Linked DNA regions of Mus musculus: regions 2, 3, 4, 5 and 6 are each linked to region 1. The links are chromatin contacts, called in public HiCAR-type, HiChIP or PLAC-seq and promoter capture Hi-C maps. All regions are on one chromosome and are shown on one strand. Each heading gives the region's core, a stretch centred on a gene start, on an enhancer-like site or on the middle of the called end of the contact. The rest is flanking DNA. Distances are from core to core; before and after follow the strand shown.

Region 1 (2,700 bases), core at 134-2,633:
GGTGTATTCATTCTTCTTTCTTAAGTCACTGTTACCTTCTCCCACACCCTCAGGTTCTGATGACTTCAGTACCCTTAGTTATAAAATTAGAAGCAATCTGGAGAGAATTTCCAAACTCCCACTACCATACCTGTGCCCCCTCGGCAGTATTTGTACTACACTCTACACCCCTCTCATTGGTTATATGACACCTCTGTCCATTACAGTGGCCATGAACCATGGATACAGCTAATACGCACTGGAACTGTAAGCAGTACAAGTGGGGACATAATTCTTGGTATTAACTCGCTTAAAAGTTTGGTTTTGGTCCAACTGCAAAAGTTAGCATCCCAACTGCGATATATATATATTTTAAGTGTCAGATACACAGACTTTGAAACCTGCTTCCAACAGAAGAATGCAAATGTCACATAAGTCATTCTAATTTTGACTTGTTAGGATAAGGATAGACCTGACTAAAAATATCTATCAAAATTAACCGCACCTCCTTTTTAAACTTCAATATAAATATTAGAAAATATTTAAATTATCCTTGTGGTTTGCATTACAATTCTACTGGACGAAACTGCTATTCATGACTTAACCACATTCCTAAAATCAAAATTCATACACAGACTATATCACCTCTTGCCTGCAAAAAAAAGGCAGATCTCCAGCGATTCTTCCCTATTCTTTATATCAGTGTTCCCCCACTCTAATATACAGATATGACGCAATGTCACAGTAAAGAAAAAACAACCCAGGTCCACCCAGGTCTCCCTCTAGTTGACACCCCTCCCCAACAAAACTATCCAAGACTTCTCCAACGTCCTTTGCTGCTCGTTCCAGTTTCTATCCGCATCATAACACTCCCACTCCTTAACTCTACAGCCAATTCTCGGCCCTTCCTTTAACTAATTCTGCTTTAGCGGAATGGCCTGCTCCCCATTCGAAATTGTCACCACCTGCTTCCAAGCCACCACTGGCTGACAGCTAGTTCCCTACAGTCTCTTTGCATAATCGGAGCCTCTGAGGTCTCAATCATCCGACTCTCCCCTCTCTTCTCCACTCACACTCGGCTCCTTATAACCCGGAGTCATTCTCGCAGCTTTCACATGACGGATCACACCTGAATACCAAGCCCTCGACTGCTGCTCTGGGCTCTCCTAACCTAGCCAGGACGGGAAAGCAGATAGGAGCCTTGGGATCGGTCCTCCGTGCGCATTACAGGTGACAGGGTTACGAGGGACCCACAGGACACGGAAATCAGGGAAGGGGTAGGCTGGCGAGAAAGGCAGGGGCCTGACCTGCCGGAAGGTCCGCAGCAGCGAGCCTAGCACGGACGCCGCCATGTTGTCTGCCCAGCCAGCCAACCACCGCCGCAGTACAACACCGGAAACAGGTTCTGTGGAGGCGGGGCTTATGCCCCAAAGGGCGGGTCCAGGGCAGGATTTAGCCTATAGAGAGGGAGAGGGTAGGTGCGGGATTTGAAATAACTCTCGCGTTATTTCATAGATAAGCAAATCATCCATGCGGACCGCCCACTTAGGCAGTAGGAGAATAGTGAGCCTGCGCGATCTCTCCTGGCCCTTGCTGTTCCTCTGTCCCAGCCCCGCCCAGCCTGCGCCTGTGTTCTGCGCGTTGGCGCCACCCGGCGGAAGCTTGGCAGCATTTGTCACTCATCCTGCAGAACTGGCACTGGTCACATTTCTGCTGTAAAGAAGATGGTAGTGGCCCTGATAGAGTTTCTGCTTGCACGCCAAGGGTTTAAATATGTATTATATTATATATATTATATTTATTTTATTATATTATATCATATCTGTATTAAGGTTGTATAGGTTTTACGTTTTTGTCTCTGTGGGTTGGACGGCGGTAGTGGTGTGTGTGCATGTGCCTGCTGTTTTCCCTTTAGTACAGGGCACTTTCCTGCCATCTTCCTAGCCTGTCTCCTAGATGTGTTGATGGGTGCAGTGAGGAACAGCCCATTGGGCTCTTTACACAGGAAGCTCCCAGGAAGAAGGAGAGTTTTTTTCTTTAAGCGTTACAAGTTAGTGAACATTTCTAATGGGCTAGGGAAACTCTGACTGAAACCATTTGGCAGGATAAGACAACCAGGAGTCCCTGCCATCATACTAAGATCTAAAAAGTCCTAGACCAGCAAGCAGCATCAAACCCTGGTTAAAACTCATTCCCACTCACCCCCACGCCACACACAACATAATTGGGCATCATCTACAGTCATCTCAAGATATGGGTACACGGCAAACTCTTTTATTATGTTTCTGTTGTTTTAAGATGCCTGTTTGTTTTCATCGGGAGTTAGATAGGAAGGGAAGTGGGAAGATCTTGGAGGAGATGAGGGAGGGGAAATATGCTGTATAAAAATATTTCTTTTCAATTAAAAACAGGAAAAGTTTCACTAATGTGTTACAATTTCAGAAAGCCAAACTTCTGGAAGGGGCTTGAAAGTCAGAAAGATATGTTTATAGGCTATAGAGTAAGAAATGAGTTTTAGGGCCGGGCGTGGTGGCACTCGCCTTTAATTCCAGCACTCGGGAGGCAGAGGCAGGTGGATTTCTGAGTTCGAGGACAGCCTGGTCTACAAAGTGAGTTTCAGGACAGCCAGGGCTATACAGAGAAACCCTGTCTCAAAAAAACAACAAAACAAAACAAAAAAGAAATGAGTTTTAGGGCTGGAGGGATGGCTCAGCAGTTAAG
Region 2 (2,843 bases), core at 156-2,655, 710 kb before region 1:
TACTCTGCCTCAGCCTCCTGAGTGCTAGGATTCACAGGCAAGCATAACGGCAGGCTAAAAGTATTGGAAATCTTAGAAAGTAGGCTTTAAATATGAAATTTCAAACAGAGAAAAAAGAATCTTCTCCAAATTTTGGGACAAACTGGAAAAAAAATGATTAGAATATGAGACAGACACATGAACTCCTAAGGGAGACAGATGAACCACTTCTCTGTCCTAAGTGCTTCCAGCAGATACCAAAGAGGTTAATGATATCGCCTCTGCTGTACACAATTCAAAATGGCTAGTTAGAAAAGTTCCGCTCAAACCTTAACAATCTGTCTCCGTGCTGCCAATAAGTGGCTTTGTTTCCAGTTTCACGGACTATTCTGGGATGTCAAGAGTTACATTATTGCTGCTTCAAAAAGAGCCCTTGTTTCGGCTAGCTCCCTCGGACCTGGGATGTGAGTACCGTGGTGTTTACAGAGACCTGATGTTTAGAACCTTGTTAGGAAAGGTCCACCCCTTACTACTCCATCCTTTACCAACAACCACATTTTGTGTGTTTTTGTTGTTGTACACTTATAGTCTTTTTGAAAAAGGCACCTGCACATGGTTTCGTCTTGGCCAATAGGGTTTATCTCCAGGAACTCCTGGGAAACCGACACCCTAAAACCCACTTGGCCAAGGGAGGAAGGGGGCTGGGGAGGGAGCAGCCACGCCTGGCAGCTAGGCAGGAGCGGCGGCTGTTTACAGGCGCCTACTCCCTCCCCCACCGCACAGACAGGGGTCCAAACAACATTTCCTGCGAGCAAACTCACCGCCCGCCCGCTGTCCTCCGAGGGACCTCGGAACCAGTCAGCCTCGGACCCCCCCAACCCCCCGCTCCCGCCCCAGCCTCCCCAGCCTTCCCGGCGTCCAGGGCGGCGTCCGCACCGCCCCTCGGCCTACCTACCCCGGCAGGCCCTCCGGGAGGCACGCGGAGGCCTGAGGCCTAAAGGACGCCGGCCACTGACAAGCCCTGGGGCCGGTCCCGAGCGCAGGGCGGGTGAGGACAGCCCCATCCCCGCAGTCGCTGCCTATTGTTCTCGGCCGCGGCCGCCCCGCTCCCCACACTGCCGACCGCCACTTGCTCACCGCTCTGGTCCGAGCAGCAGCTCCTCTCAGCTCCGAGTCCCTGCGGCCGTCGCCACCGTCGCGGCAGCCGCCGCCGCCGCCGCTGCCACCATCGACTCTGACTCTGTCCCAGGCCGCCGGACCACGGCCGTAGCCGCCACCGCCAGCGCCGCCTCCAGCCCCCCACCTGCTGCTGCTGAGGCTGCTCCTGCAGCAGGGGCCATCTTGTTGGTCGGCCTCCCCTTCCTCCTCCGCGTCCTCCGCCGCCCGTCGCTCGTTGTCCTCGTCCCCTTCCTCTTCCTCAGACTCCGGCCCGCCCCGAGACTGGGGCGGAGATGAAGGCGAGGCTCCTCCTCATGGGGCGTGGCCAACGGGGCGGGGCGTGGCTAACGAGGTGGGGCGTGGTCGTCTGAGGGCGGGGCCGGGAGGAAAGCTCTGAGTCACCGGCCCCAACGCCCTGTCGGGAGCGGGCGACGCGCCCCGCCCGTGTCTCGAGCGCTGTCGCGCCCCGAGTGGAGAAACTTGTCCCACCTCCTCCCGGGCCACCCGCCTGGCCTGTGGCCACAGTGCCTTTGGTGCTGGCAGGCAAGAGGCCAGGCGGTTCCCGTAAGCTCACTCCTATGGAGTCTCGCGCTGCCTCTGAGCTTGTCACTTTCTGAGGTCTGGACTCTTCCTCGACTCTAGCATCTTTTTTCTTATATGCTACCTCTCCCCAGCCTCACTCGCGCTTGTGTGTGTGTGTGTGTGTGTGTGTGTGTGTGTGTGTGTGTGTGTGTGTGTGTCTGTGTGTGTGTGTCTGTGTGTGTGTCTGTGTGTGTGTGTCTGTGTCTGTGTGTGTGTGTATGATGGCGTTTCTCTTAAGCTCTGGACTCTTCCTCTTGTATCTGTTTTGCATCCCACCCCTTTCCAGTACCCTGTGTTGTGGGGTGTGTGTGCACACATCTTCGACATAATTCGGTTTAGCCAAATTCTGGAGAACCGAAAGAAACGGAATTCTAATACTATATAGTATTAAATTTATATTCTAATTTTCACATTAAAACTGTCCTCAAGTCAACACCATAAAATGCTCCCCGCTCTCCTTCTGCTTCCTGCTTTGTCTGTGAAAGCAGAGAATTTGTTGTTCTGTCCTTTCTTTTTTTTTTTTTTTTTTTTTTTTTGTTCTGTTTTTGAGACAGGGTCTCTCTATTATATACCCTTGGCTATCCTAGAAATTCTTCTGTAGACCAGGCTGGCTTTGAACTCACAAGAGTTCCATCTGTCTCTGTCTTCCAAGTGAAGGAATTAAAGGCATGGGCCCCATGCCCAGACTGTCCTTTCTTCACTGTAAACTCACCAACATCGATTTAAAACAAACAAACAAATTACTTCCACATCTCACAAGAAACAATTACTGGGTGGCTGTTGGGCTTGTTTGGGCTTTGTTTTGGTTTCTTTTTTTTCCCCGTGGGTGTTTGATTGTTTGTTTGTTGTTGTTTTGGTTTGGCTGGGTTTGTTTTATTCCCGGAACAGAAAATCCTGGAGCCTGGACTGACCTGGAAGTTCTGAACCTCTGCTCCCTGAGAGCTCAGATTATAGGTATGGCCACCTAGCCATACCTGGCCAGGCTTTGGTTCTTGAGACAGGCTCTTGCTTTGAGACCAGGGTGGCCTGGAGCACGTTCACGGGCTCGTCTCTCACCTCATTTTTAATTTTTTTATTTTCTTGGTTTCTCTGTGTAGCTCTGGCTGTCCTGGAATTCACTCTGT
Region 3 (2,825 bases), core at 191-2,690, 730 kb before region 1:
GCTGTAATTCTAGATCCAGGGAATTCAACGTCCTCTTTTGGTCCCCACCAGCACCAGACATGCACCTGGGGCACAGTCATAAATGAAGGCAAAACATCCACATACATAAAAATATTTTTTTAATTTAAAAAGAGAGTGGTCACTCTAAATAATTAAAGATCAAATAACACAAGACCTAAACTCAGGGTATTTGCTCATGTTGTAAAGAGTGGAAGGATTTCATCAATCTACAGCCAATTGACTTCTGACAAACATGTTAAAAATACCACTGGAAGAAAGGACAATCTTTTCAACAAATGGTGCTGAGACAACTGAACATCCACATGAAGAATGAAAATATATCCCTCTTTCTCATCAGTTACAAAAACCAAGTAAAAATGTATTCTGGACTTATGTAAGATCTGAAACTGCCAGAGGAAAGCACAGAGGAGACATGTCAGGATGTTGAAATAGGCTTGTTTTTTGTTGTTGTTTATAAACACCCTAAAACGTTCAGGAAACAAAAATAAAAATAGATACTGGATTACATAAATCAAAAAGCTCTGAGGGTGTGCCTGGAAGATAGTTCAGTAGTTAAGAGCTATTGCTGCTCTTCCAGAGGATCTGAATTTGATTCTCAGTACTCAAGTAGGGAGGCTCACAACAACCAGTAATTCCAATTTAAGGGACCTGACATCCTCTTCTGGCCTCTCTGGGCAACTCTACACATGTGTGCTTATATATATACTCACACATAAATAAAGTGGAGACAGAGAATAGATAGTGCTTGCTGGTAACCCTCCAGGCTCAACAAGAGACCCTACCTCAAATAATAAGGCAGCAAGTGATAGAGCAGGCTACCTTAAGTCCTCCTGTGGCCTCAAAGCTCAAATGCACATGTACCCGTACTCATAAGCTATATCCACTTGTATTCCCTCTCCCTAATTAAATTTAAGGATAATTTAAAAAAAAAAAAAAAACTCTTTTTTTTTTTTTTTTTTTTTTTTGGTTTTTCGAGACATGGTTTCTCTGTATAGCCCTGGCTGTCCTGGAACTCACTTTGTAGACCAGTCTGGCCTCGAACTCAGAAATCCGCCTGCCTCTTCCTCCTGAGTGCTGGGATTAAAGGCGTGCGCCACCACGCCCGGCAAAAAAAAACCTCTTTAAGTCACTCTTAAATATTGTATTTCAGGAATGATAAACTACAAAGCACACATGTCTTTGGAGAAGTTTGACTTAATGGTAGAAACTGATCCAAGAATTTCTACTTCATTCTTTTAAGTTTCTTTCTCTAACTTCATTTTCAAATATTCAAACTTATCAAATATTGTAGTTTACATCATGTTTAACACACACACACACCATGGGATATATGGTTTAATGAATGTGATAAACATTCTTCTACTTGGGCTAAGCAACAGTAAACACATGAAAAACAATTATTAAAATAACATCCTGATTCTCGGACAAAGGGATGACTCATCTCCCAGACGGCACAAGACTTTATCATGTTACTCAGAATAGAGTATAATTTAAAATTTATGACTTATTTCTGGAATTCTTGTTCAATATATTTTGAGCCACTGCTGATTTATACTGCATATGCTAACTTTAACAGCCACCTTGGTTGTCAGATCCCTAATTCAGAGGAAGATCAAACTTAAAATTGATGAAATACCTGTTCTAAATTAGTTCTTCTTCTGAGGCATCATTATAGCTATGTATAGATTATAAACTCTTGATGTTAAAACACAGGGTCTGTCTGACCTATGTAGCCCTCACTGGCCTAGAACTCATTATGTACTCATTTGTGTTGAGTAACCTCTCAATAAATGGCACTAAGGTACAAAATGAGTTATGTAAAAGAGGGGTCAGGGCATGAACCACATAGGAAAGACTGTGTACTCTGCTCTACCTATGATCTAAGGTATCTGTTGGAGGTCTTGAAAAGTATCCCCTAAGGATTAGGGATTGTGATGAAATGTCATCAATGCTGTAATACAGTTATTACCCAATTTTAAAATTTAAAAGGCTTCAAACAAAGAGGTAATCAAAGCAAATGGCAGGACTATATCTCAAGGAGACCAAACTCCTAAGCTGTTACTTTTAAACCTATTATGTAGTTAATAGTGGTTGATATTAGGAAATGTTTGTTAAGTGACAGGAAATCTAAAACCAGATAATTCTGACAGTTGCATAGCTCTATAAATTAAAGTAGGTGAATTCTATACTTAAGTGAACTATATTTTCTGTAAAATTTCAATCAATAAATCTGCTAAAATCATTAAAGGCCTGTCTTTTTATAGCTTTGTTTCTCAAATGTTTATTTATAATTTTAAAATGTCCACTGGTCAGTTTTTCTATGAGCACAGCAATAGCTGTACTGAACCATTAAATTATACTGCTGTGAAATGTTAAGTATATCACAACCATCTCTTACCATAAAATTACAGGTTTATTTTATTTGTCCCTAATTCAGAGAAAACAGGAACTACAATTCACTGTATCTGCTATAAGCAAGTTCTTCTCCTGACAGAAGTATACCTGTTTATAGATAATAAACCTTTGATGGCAAGCAGCATTTTTCAGCCAATGGCTAATTAACTGTTGAACTGGACTAAAACAAAGGTTCTAGTTTAGGTTAGGTTTAGGCTGCCTTTGAGAAAACTATCAAATCAAACAAAACTTTATTATATGTAAAGAAAAATATTCTTGGATCACTTCTCATTCTATCCCACATGGTAACTTCTTAAGAATCATTATTCTTGACCTTAACCTAGTTTGCCACTTCTCTGGAATATTTCTATGGCAACCAGCATAAAGGGACCACATTAGAGAAGAGAAAA
Region 4 (2,853 bases), core at 49-2,548, 540 kb before region 1:
TTAAAATAATTTAAATCTTGATATTTACCTATATTATATTAAATATAGTTAATGACTTAAATAATATATTTTTAGATATTCTATAACAGTAATGAGCTTTTAAAACATGTTGCAAATTGAATTATGTATGTATTCCTCCAAAGTGTTCATTATACAGAGTGGTAAAATTGGGTGAAACAATCATAAAAATTAATTGAAAGAAAAACAAATTCATTAGAACACTTAGTAGTTCACACAAGCTAGTGAGCCAGCAATAAGGGAAATGAGTAAACGACTCTTGTGTTTATGGAGTGTGTACTACTGACTTGATTGTTTTCTTTCTTTTTTTCCCCCAGAAATTTCCACACCCAGACCATCTTCTCCAAGCAGATTTCCTGAAGAAGACAGTGTTCTCTTTAACAAGCTGACATACTTAGGATGTATGAAGGTTTCTTCCCCACGCAGTGAAGTGGAGGCTTTACGGGCCATGGCCACCATGAGAGCTTCCAGTCAGTACCCCTTTGCTGTTACTCTGTATGTGCCCAATGTTCCAGAAGGATCTGTGAGGTAAGTCTTAACTTTCTTTTTCTTAACGTCTGACTCACTATTCTGAGTTACTCATGCATTCTGTATGGGGTTTCATAAATCAGATGTAGGTTAACTATGAGTTCACTTATACTCTCTAGACTTATAGTACCAATTAAAAATTACATTTAGGCTTAGAACTTGTTCTTGTTTGGAGAAGGTATTTTCAAAACTATTAGGATAGTAAGTTAAGTACAAAGTACTGACTAATTGCGGTGTAAATTTACAAAGTTTTGATAAAGATGTCCTTAGTGTCTTAGGAACACACTGTGTTAAAATATGAGTTGTGTGGAATGTGTGTGAGGACATGTAGATGTTTGGAGGCAGAGGACATCCACTGGTGGCATTCTTTAGGTGCTGTCTACCTTTTAAAAATTTAAATTAAAAAAATTTTTGAGTCACAGTCCCTTACTGGCCTGGAATTTGCCAGGTTTGCTAGGCTGGCTTGCTGGCCTACTTGTGAGGGTTTCAGGAGCCACCTGTTGACCTCCCGAACACTGGTATTGCAAGCACAGGCTACCACACCCAGATTCTTTTCTTTTCTGTGGATTCTAGAGGTCTTACTGTGCCCTCTAACTTGTAAAGCAAGCACTTTCCTTTGTCTCCCAAACCTTCAAAATGAGAGGCAGAGACAGGCAGATCCCTGGGTGCTGTTTGCCTCAGTCCCAGCCACGAGTCCCAGTGAGACACTTTGTCTCAAACAACAAGGTGAGCAAGAACTCTTATTGTACAAAACAGGACCCAAGTTTGAGTCACTACCACTAGAAAAAAAATTCCAGTGTGTCTACATGCCTGTGACCCCAGTGGTGAGGGACAGAATCAGACAGGATTGATGGGGCTTGCTGGCTGCCACTCACTCCAGGTAGGAAAATCGAAACAACAAAGAAAACAAGATGGAATGCTCTTAAGGATTGGTAACTGAGATTGACCTCTCCATGTACATGTACATGAACGTGCATTTACACTTGCACACACAAACATCTGCAAGTACAGACCCCACATAACAAATACTTGCTGACACACATGGGGAAAGAAAGGAATGAGAAAGAAATGGACTTTCTAGGACTGATCAGTGCTGCTCATTTTCTCTCTCTCTTTTTTTTCCAATCACATGTCTTTATTTCCAGAGATCTGAAAAATGCTTTTTTTTTTTTTTTTTTTTAATTCTTTTCTGGGTGTGGGGTGTGGTAATAGCTCTCATCTCAGGCAGAGACAGTTTGTATCTCCGAGTTTAAGGACAGCCTGCTCTACAAAATGAGTTTTAGGGCAGCAATTACTACCTAATAGATCTTATCTCAAAAAACAAACTAACTAGTCAAACAAAAACAAGAAAAAAATTCTTTGACAATTTGATGTGTATGTGTGTGTGTATATATATATATATATATATATATATATATATATATATATATACATACATATATATATGTGTGTGTGTGTGTGTATTTATAGATACACATTTTCATCTGTCCTTCTCATGCTTGTCTAGCCCATTCTCTCTTCCACTGAAACAATTTTTTCTTAACAATCTTACTCTTACCTTGCTGTCAACTATATATATATATATAGTTGACTTTGAATAGCATATGAGTTGGCTCCTAGGAAACACAAGAATGAAGAAATTGTTAAAGTAAAATGATTTTGTGTATATAGTATATGTATATATATATATGTATATGTTAGATTTTTCATAGCATGAAAATAATTTGTTTACTTGTATTAATAACTGTTTTGTGATTTGAAGGTAGTTACATTATGTTATCATATATTGGCATGATTTGTTCTTTGATAGTTGATATTTTATGTCTTTTTTTAAATTACTGCAGAATCATAGACCAGTCAAGCAATGTGGAGATAGCATCTTTTCCAATTTATAAAGTGCTTTTCTGTGCACGTGGGCATGATGGGACAGCCGAGAGCAATTGCTTTGCATTTACAGAGAGTTCTCATGGCTCAGAAGAATTTCAGATACATGTTTTCTCCTGTGAAATTAAAGAGGCAGTAAGTATCATACAATGCAGCAATTTTCTACAGGATTGAATTAGGATAATATTTTTGAACTTTTGATTTTCCTGTCATAGAAAGACAGTATGTAAACTTGGATACTTTAGAGACCATGTTAATATTTGCAAGTAGTATGGAATTGAATATAGAACACTAAATAAGCCTGCTATATTGTGCATGAACATGCATGATATTGTAGGTACAACAGGTGTAATAGAAAATACCATTTGGTAAATTGTCCTTCTACCCTATGGTTACTGTACTATTTGTTTAGACTCTGAAACG
Region 5 (2,923 bases), core at 372-2,871, 770 kb after region 1:
GAAAAAAGAAAACATCTATTTTTTTCATCTAATCCTTTAACATTTATTTAATTTCAGAAAAATTTGGATTTAAAAGAATGGCAGAGAATCACTATTTAAAGAGAAAATTGGTGAACCTTTTCTAATATAAGATAAAGGCCTGAAGATCCTTAAATGAAAAAAAATGTATTCCAAGTACCTAGCAAGATAAATAAAACAAAACCACTCAAATTGACACTAAAGAATATCCTCTACAAGATGGTAGAACCAATAGACTTTCATCCACCAATAACAAAGGACAACAAACATCACCTCAAGCTGTGGGAGAAAAATCAACACCCAGAGAGTCTGCTGCTAGTGTAGGAGTCCTAGCCACAGAGCCTAGGATGAGACAGGCAGAGGAGTCACTTTCATATAGCCAGTGGTTTAGATGTGGTAGCTTAATATTAATATGCATCATCACACCTGAGGACTGACCCTCTCTATTCTCTTCTCCGTTCCTCAGCCTATAGCTCCTCTCTCATTTTCTCATGAAAGTTTCTATATTCAATGAAAGAAGGAAAGGGACAGAAGTATGACTCTCATAGCTAAGCCACGGTCCTGTCTGGAGTGCTACTATTGATCTGGGGTCTTTTTGCTGAATATATGCCCTTCTCAAATAAAATAAGTACTCTAATTATGCTTCTAAGAACAAGAATAGAGTATAGGTAGCTAGCTGTATGCCAGAGCTTTTATTTAAGGAAATAAGATACTTTAAGTTATTTAAATATGCTAAGTGAATTTCACATCCACAGACCGTCAGTAAAAGCACTATCAAGAATACAAGCACTGAGGAGAAAGTGGCAGGTAGATCTCAGATAGTTTGAGTCCAGCCTGTTCCACATAGTGAGTTCCAGCCAGCGTGGTCTATGCAGTAAGAAAAGGAGGAGGAAGAGGAGGAGGAGGAGGAAATAAAGGGAGAAGAAGAGAGAGAGGATGAGGAGAAATGAAGGGAAGCAAAAATGTACTTTAGAAGAAAATAAAACCACTAGGAAGATGCAGACCACAAGAAGCAATAGTGAACACAGACATTTAAAAACTATCTTAGCAAATGCAATTGAAGTTTACCATCAGAACCTTCTTTGATTGGCTTTTAAATGGGTAAAACTAAAACCCCCTAATAAAAAGAAAAGATAGAGGAAGTAATTAGATATGGCAGGATGTTAAGATTTTGTAAAGCTAGTGGTGAGATTATAAAGATTTTATATTATTCTTTGTCTACAAATCTAGAACATTGCTGTTTTAGTAACTTTTAAATTGCTGTGATAAGTCATCATTACCAAAGCAACTTATAGAAGAAAGGGTTTATTTGGCCTTACAGTTCCAGAGGGCAAGAATCTATGACAATCATGACAGCATGGCAACAGGCAGGCAAGCATGGTGCTAGAGCAGTAGCTGAGAGTTTACATTCCTATGGACAAGTAGGAGGCAGAGAGAGAAAGAGAAACAGCAAGTCAGAGACAGAGAGACACACACAGAGAGAGACAGGCAGACAGAGAGTGAGAGAGAGAGAGAGAGGGACAGAGAGAGACAGAGAGAGGGTGTGTGGCAACTGACAATGGTGTGGGCTTTTGAAACCTTAAAGCTCACCTTCAATGATAACACACCTCCTAGTCCTTCCTAACACTTCCAGGAACTGGAGTCAGAGGGACCAAGGATTCAAATACTGGAGCCAGTGGGGGGTCATTCTTATTCAAACCACCACAATTACATAAATTAGAGAGGACAATTACATGAAAATTTTAAACTTCTCTAATCAAAAAGGAACAGAAATGAAATTAAGAGACAAAATAGACTAAGGGAAAACTTTTGCAACATAATGCAACAGGAAAAAACAGCATCTAGAAGAGGATTTTTCTTTTCTTTTCTTTTCTTTTCTTTTTTTTTTTTAGCTACAATGACTGTTGTGTTTGGAAGACTCAACACTACAGAGAATGAAAAATGAACGATGATCATTTGATCATTGTTCTGCCTGCTGCTCTTCATTCTAAGAAACTCTTCTTCATAGGATAACTTTGGGACTAGAAGCCCTCTCTGATGCTAATTAAAGAAATACAGAGTTGTGTTCAAAATATTTTAGACGCCTGTAATAAACTACAGAATTTGCCAAGAATAGAGGTACTCTGGCAATCAAAATGGTTTAAATACGAATGCAATCCATAAGAACAGTAACCACAGCAAAAATAGAACAATTTTTTTCTCAATAAAAATAGGCCAGTCACTAGAAGGTCTCTTTCTGTGAAGCCCTAGTGAAAGGAACCTGTGGAATTTGCCACTGTGTTTTCTACTTGTGCCTCAAGAACCTTACAAAGAGCAGTCCTGACACAGCAGTACGACATTTGCTGAGTGTGATACTAGAGTGATACTGAAGTTGATCATTACAATCACATTCCTGTGTATTAAACTGTTACATCTTAATTATTTATATAACTCATTGGCCCAATCACATAAAAATAGAGAACAACATCTCGAAATTTATCTCATTCCATGTTCAGAGAAAAATGACTTAACTGTTCTTCCCACTATTTCCCAGAGGCAAGTCCTTGTTTACAGATGGCAATCACATGCTGGTAGTTTCCAAAGCTACCATATGAAGAGGATGCTGAAGGCCATCACTGTACAGCATATGGAGACATCAGGACTCTTGTGTTCACCAACTCTGGGACATTTGCAAAATATTCCCAATTGTACAGATTTATTTCTGTCCAGGAAGCTGGATGCCAGGGATCGGATATAAGCACACATACATATAAGCAGCAAGATTACAGTCAACAGACTCTGAAATTGAAAATGGCAGACACAGGACTGGTGAGATGGCTCAATGGGTAAGAGCACCCGACTGCTCTTCCGAAGGTCCGGAGTTCAAATCCCAGCAACCACATGGTGGCTTACAACCATCCATAAC
Region 6 (2,700 bases), core at 176-2,675, 600 kb before region 1:
GATCTAGATTAGGTTAACTGAAGTGAGAAGTCCGGCTTTCACGTGAAGTCACACCCTTCTTAGGCCTGGCCTCCTGGTAAACAGGAGAAAGTGAGCTAAGTCCTAGCCTTCATTGTCCCCTTTGTCAAATAACTTCGCTTTGTTTAGAAGATACCTGAAGGCAAATGCTATGTATGGCCTTTTCGTGTGCTGATTTTCTCATAGAGCCTGGCTCAGTATCTACTTCTCGTATATTTACAATGAGACTCTGCAAACGTGGAAGTCAACAGATGATTTGTGTTAATTAGATCCTAACTTTATTAGGTATCAAACTTAAAGCATTGAGTCAGGTTCTGGTTAGGAGGTCTACTCAGGGTACAGAGCTTAACAAAAATACCTTCTGGGAAGGACCTAACACGGAGGGGAAACCCGAATGAGTTGGAACACTTTTGCTATGACACAGCATCTGTAGGCATTAACATTAAGAAAAAGGAGAAAAGAAACTTGGGTTTGAAGGTCCTTTGACAAATGTTACAGGGTAGCTTTTGGATCTGGGTGGACAATAATGACAGACCAATTGAAGTGTTATAAGAAAAGAGAACTTTCAACTCAAGAAGCTACTCTAGAGGTCCAATCTCTGGACACATTCAATTCAAACAGTAATATTTACTGAACGGATACTTTCTATAAGCCAGGTAGGATTCATCATGAAAGGCACAGAAATGGGTGAACAGGTCCCTCTAGAATCTCTAAAATATTTCACAGATTAAGGGTACACATATTTGTGCCATAAACCTGAGAAAAAAAGTTCTTATGAGATTCAAGGAATGTACAGGTCTTTTCTGGCTGCTTGATCTAGAAAGGAAAAAATTCACAGTTCAAAAATTAGTACAATATTTGTGGCAGAAAGTAAATACTTTAGTTTATCTGTCCTCCAAAATCTACTCTCTGAAAGGCTAAAAGGTGAGACCCGGGATGCCTTTACCGTTGGGTTAGCGCTTTCCTATGTAGTCTGAGTCTGGAAGAATCAATGAAGGGGGATGCCTCCAAGCACCTTCAAAGGACAAAGAGTCCCGGTGGAAAAGTTAGTCCTCCGAGGTGACTTACTGGCCTCACGGAATGGAAATATGTAAAACAGGTTTGTTAAGAAAGAATCTCCCCAAAAGGGACTTAGAACTCAGTCAGTGCTGGGGATGATTGCCAGGCACCAGCACGCGTGCTGGAGGAGGTCCTCGCGTGCCTCCGCTCTCCTAGCTCGCCCTCTGCCCTCTGCTCAGGTTTGTACTCCGCGCTTTCAGGGTTGGGGGGGCCAAGCCGAGTCAAGCGAGCCTGTGGACGCGCGCGCGCGCCGCCGACTTAGGCAGAGAAGGCACCTCCGCCCTCGGGAGCGCGCACGCCGCGCCGAGGGGCCGGGCGCGCGCGCTCCCGCCGACCGCCTCCTCCTCAGTCCGCCCCCTCCCTCGCCTCTTCCTGCCGTGCGGTCCTCTCCCCTCCCCAGCCCGCTCCCTCCGCCCCGTTCCCTCCGCCCTCCCTGGGCTTCGGCCGCGGCGGAGTGAACGGGACGGGCCCGGCCGCAGAGCTCTGGGCGGCGGGTGGGACTCGGGCGTCTGACAGAGTTGTTGTTCCGGCACGGCCGCGGAGACGTGAGGTGAGGTGAAAGCGGCCTTCGAGGGGGGCTCGAGGGCGGCCTGACGGCTGGGAGCCGCGCTCCGGGGGGTTTTGAGGTGGACCCGGCTGGTTCAGAGAGGGTCGGGGTGCGAGGCCCGGCCCGGGACCGGGATGCTGGAGCGGGGCGGAAGGCATCCGGCGGGCTCAGCACCGTCGGCCGCCTCCGGGACACCCGGGTTCTCCGTGTGGCTGGCTCGTCGCGGTGGGGCGGCCGGGCGGGAGGCGGGGTTGGCGCCCCTCACCTGGGGCCGGGTGGTGGCTTGGGCGGCCGCCGCCTCCAAGTGTGCCCTCCTGACATTGCCGCCGCCCCCGCCGGCGGTGGCCGGGATGTGGCTGCTGCTGGGCTCGCAGTCCCAGCAACCCCGAGTCCGGGGGGGCGTGTGGACAGGTTTATTTTCTTACCCACTTGAAAGCGTCGGTTGGATCCCGTGTCCTTCCCTCGCTCTTCCCTTTCCTCCGCCCCGCGCACTTTGCTCCGTTCCTGCTGGCGATGCTTGTGGTTTTGCTGTCTGGGATAGGCTGTTTTTTGGGCAGATCTCTACCTGCCAGGAATGCCCCGCTTCAAAGTTGACCGCGTGGGCCCCGACAGACACTCATCCACACCCACGCGCATGTTGTCCTCCGTGTCCTGATAACTGAGTCAAAGTTTCTGAGACCGAGCTGGTACTTTGCTCGGATCGCCAACGGTGCAGGGCTGGGCAGTGCGTCAGCATGTGGAAAGGGGCCACTGGCCATTGGGGAGGTGGCCAGGAGCAAGGAAGGCTGAACTGAGAAGTTCATTTGTGGTCTCAAGACAGTTTCGTTCAGGTGCTTATATATTCTTTTTGGACTTCTCAGAGTTGGTTATATCAGAAAAAGACTCGAATTTAGGCGATCGTTTTTTCAGAACCGATGGTATGCAAATTAAATGAACCGCTAACCTTTAATGGTAAGGGCTTGCTTGACCTGCTTAGTGCTGTTTGGAAACAGATGTCAAAGCATGCATTTTTTTTTCCAATGGACAGTTTAGATGATTTTAATGCATCTAAATTTTCTTGTGTATGAGAAGAGGTA

The links. Promoter capture Hi-C pulls out the DNA fragments that hold promoters and counts their contacts. HiCAR-type assays count read pairs that join an accessible place to other places. HiChIP or PLAC-seq counts read pairs in DNA pulled down with a chosen protein or histone mark. Capture Hi-C pulls out chosen DNA fragments and counts their contacts.
Region 2: a contact with region 1 is called in a promoter capture Hi-C map of pre-B cells. The contact joins the promoter of Rc3h1 here to the promoter of Mrps14 in region 1. A contact is called at or near these places in 4 of 39 promoter capture datasets (the C10 cell line, liver and pre-B cells), 3 of 484 Hi-C or Micro-C datasets (CD4 T cells, regulatory T cells and uterus), 5 of 115 datasets of contacts at active chromatin or transcription factors (astrocytes, bone marrow-derived macrophages, embryonic stem cells and 1 more) and 1 of 9 other capture datasets (liver).
Region 3: a contact with region 1 is called in an H3K4me3 HiChIP or PLAC-seq map of bone marrow-derived macrophages, with 2.7 times the contacts expected there. The contact joins the enhancer-like site here to the promoter of Mrps14 in region 1. A contact is called at or near these places in 6 of 39 promoter capture datasets (the 3T3-L1 cell line, the C10 cell line, embryonic stem cells and 2 more), 3 of 484 Hi-C or Micro-C datasets (pre-hematopoietic stem cells, regulatory T cells and uterus), 4 of 115 datasets of contacts at active chromatin or transcription factors (astrocytes, bone marrow-derived macrophages, pro-B cells and 1 more) and 1 of 9 other capture datasets (liver).
Region 4: a HiCAR-type map of embryonic stem cells shows a contact between it and region 1, with 4 times the contacts expected there. The contact joins the enhancer-like site here to the promoter of Mrps14 in region 1. A contact is called at or near these places in 4 of 39 promoter capture datasets (the 3T3-L1 cell line, 3T3-L1-derived adipocytes, hippocampal neurons and 1 more), 3 of 484 Hi-C or Micro-C datasets (B cells, olfactory sensory neurons and pro-B cells) and 8 of 115 datasets of contacts at active chromatin or transcription factors (astrocytes, embryonic forebrain, embryonic stem cells and 3 more).
Region 5: an H3K4me3 HiChIP or PLAC-seq map of embryonic stem cells shows a contact between it and region 1, with 5 times the contacts expected there. The contact joins the enhancer-like site here to the promoter of Mrps14 in region 1. A contact is called at or near these places in 3 of 39 promoter capture datasets (all in embryonic stem cells) and 10 of 115 datasets of contacts at active chromatin or transcription factors (astrocytes, embryonic limb bud, embryonic stem cells and 1 more).
Region 6: a promoter capture Hi-C map of adipose tissue shows a contact between it and region 1, with 2.6 times the contacts expected there. The contact joins the promoter of Rabgap1l here to the promoter of Mrps14 in region 1. A contact is called at or near these places in 12 of 39 promoter capture datasets (the 3T3-L1 cell line, 3T3-L1-derived adipocytes, cranial neural crest and 7 more), 1 of 484 Hi-C or Micro-C datasets (CD8 T cells), 3 of 115 datasets of contacts at active chromatin or transcription factors (astrocytes, pro-B cells and stem cell-derived neural progenitor cells) and 2 of 9 other capture datasets (adipose tissue and liver).

The regions. Positions count from the first base shown.
Region 1 is chr1:160,193,898-160,196,597 of GRCm38.p6, reverse strand. It overlaps Mrps14 (mitochondrial ribosomal protein S14), which reads right to left and starts at 1,383. Exons shown (of 3, transcript NM_025474.4): 1 at 1,287-1,383. The coding sequence starts at 1,331.
Region 2 is chr1:160,904,973-160,907,815 of GRCm38.p6, reverse strand. Rc3h1 (RING CCCH (C3H) domains 1) reads right to left here and starts at 1,405. Exons shown (of 20, transcript NM_001024952.2): 1 at 1,117-1,405.
Region 3 is chr1:160,924,111-160,926,935 of GRCm38.p6, reverse strand. All of the region lies in intron 1 of Rc3h1 (RING CCCH (C3H) domains 1), which reads right to left. Among named protein-coding and RNA genes, the nearest start is that of Rc3h1, 19 kb to the right of the region's middle. Within about 2 kb of position 1,440, at least 10 of the 459 cell types and tissues checked have an H3K27ac peak or open chromatin away from gene starts, as enhancers often do. A contact at or near this core is called in bone marrow-derived macrophages, where this site is marked.
Region 4 is chr1:160,733,241-160,736,093 of GRCm38.p6, reverse strand. Rabgap1l (RAB GTPase activating protein 1-like) reads left to right here. Exons shown (of 21, transcript NM_013862.5): 4 at 336-546; 5 at 2,391-2,565. Among named protein-coding and RNA genes, the nearest start is that of Gm37083, 57 kb to the left of the region's middle. Within about 2 kb of position 1,298, at least 7 of the 459 cell types and tissues checked have an H3K27ac peak or open chromatin away from gene starts, as enhancers often do. A contact at or near this core is called in embryonic stem cells, where this site is marked.
Region 5 is chr1:159,428,854-159,431,776 of GRCm38.p6, reverse strand. No RefSeq gene overlaps it. Among named protein-coding and RNA genes, the nearest start is that of Mir1843b, 90 kb to the right of the region's middle. Within about 2 kb of position 1,621, at least 1 of the 459 cell types and tissues checked has an H3K27ac peak or open chromatin away from gene starts, as enhancers often do. A contact at or near this core is called in embryonic stem cells, where this site is marked.
Region 6 is chr1:160,791,663-160,794,362 of GRCm38.p6, reverse strand. Rabgap1l (RAB GTPase activating protein 1-like) reads left to right here and starts at 1,425. Exons shown (of 21, transcript NM_013862.5): 1 at 1,425-1,627. Gm37083 (a long non-coding RNA gene) reads right to left here and starts at 2,468. Exons shown (of 3, transcript XR_003948752.1): 1 at 2,050-2,468.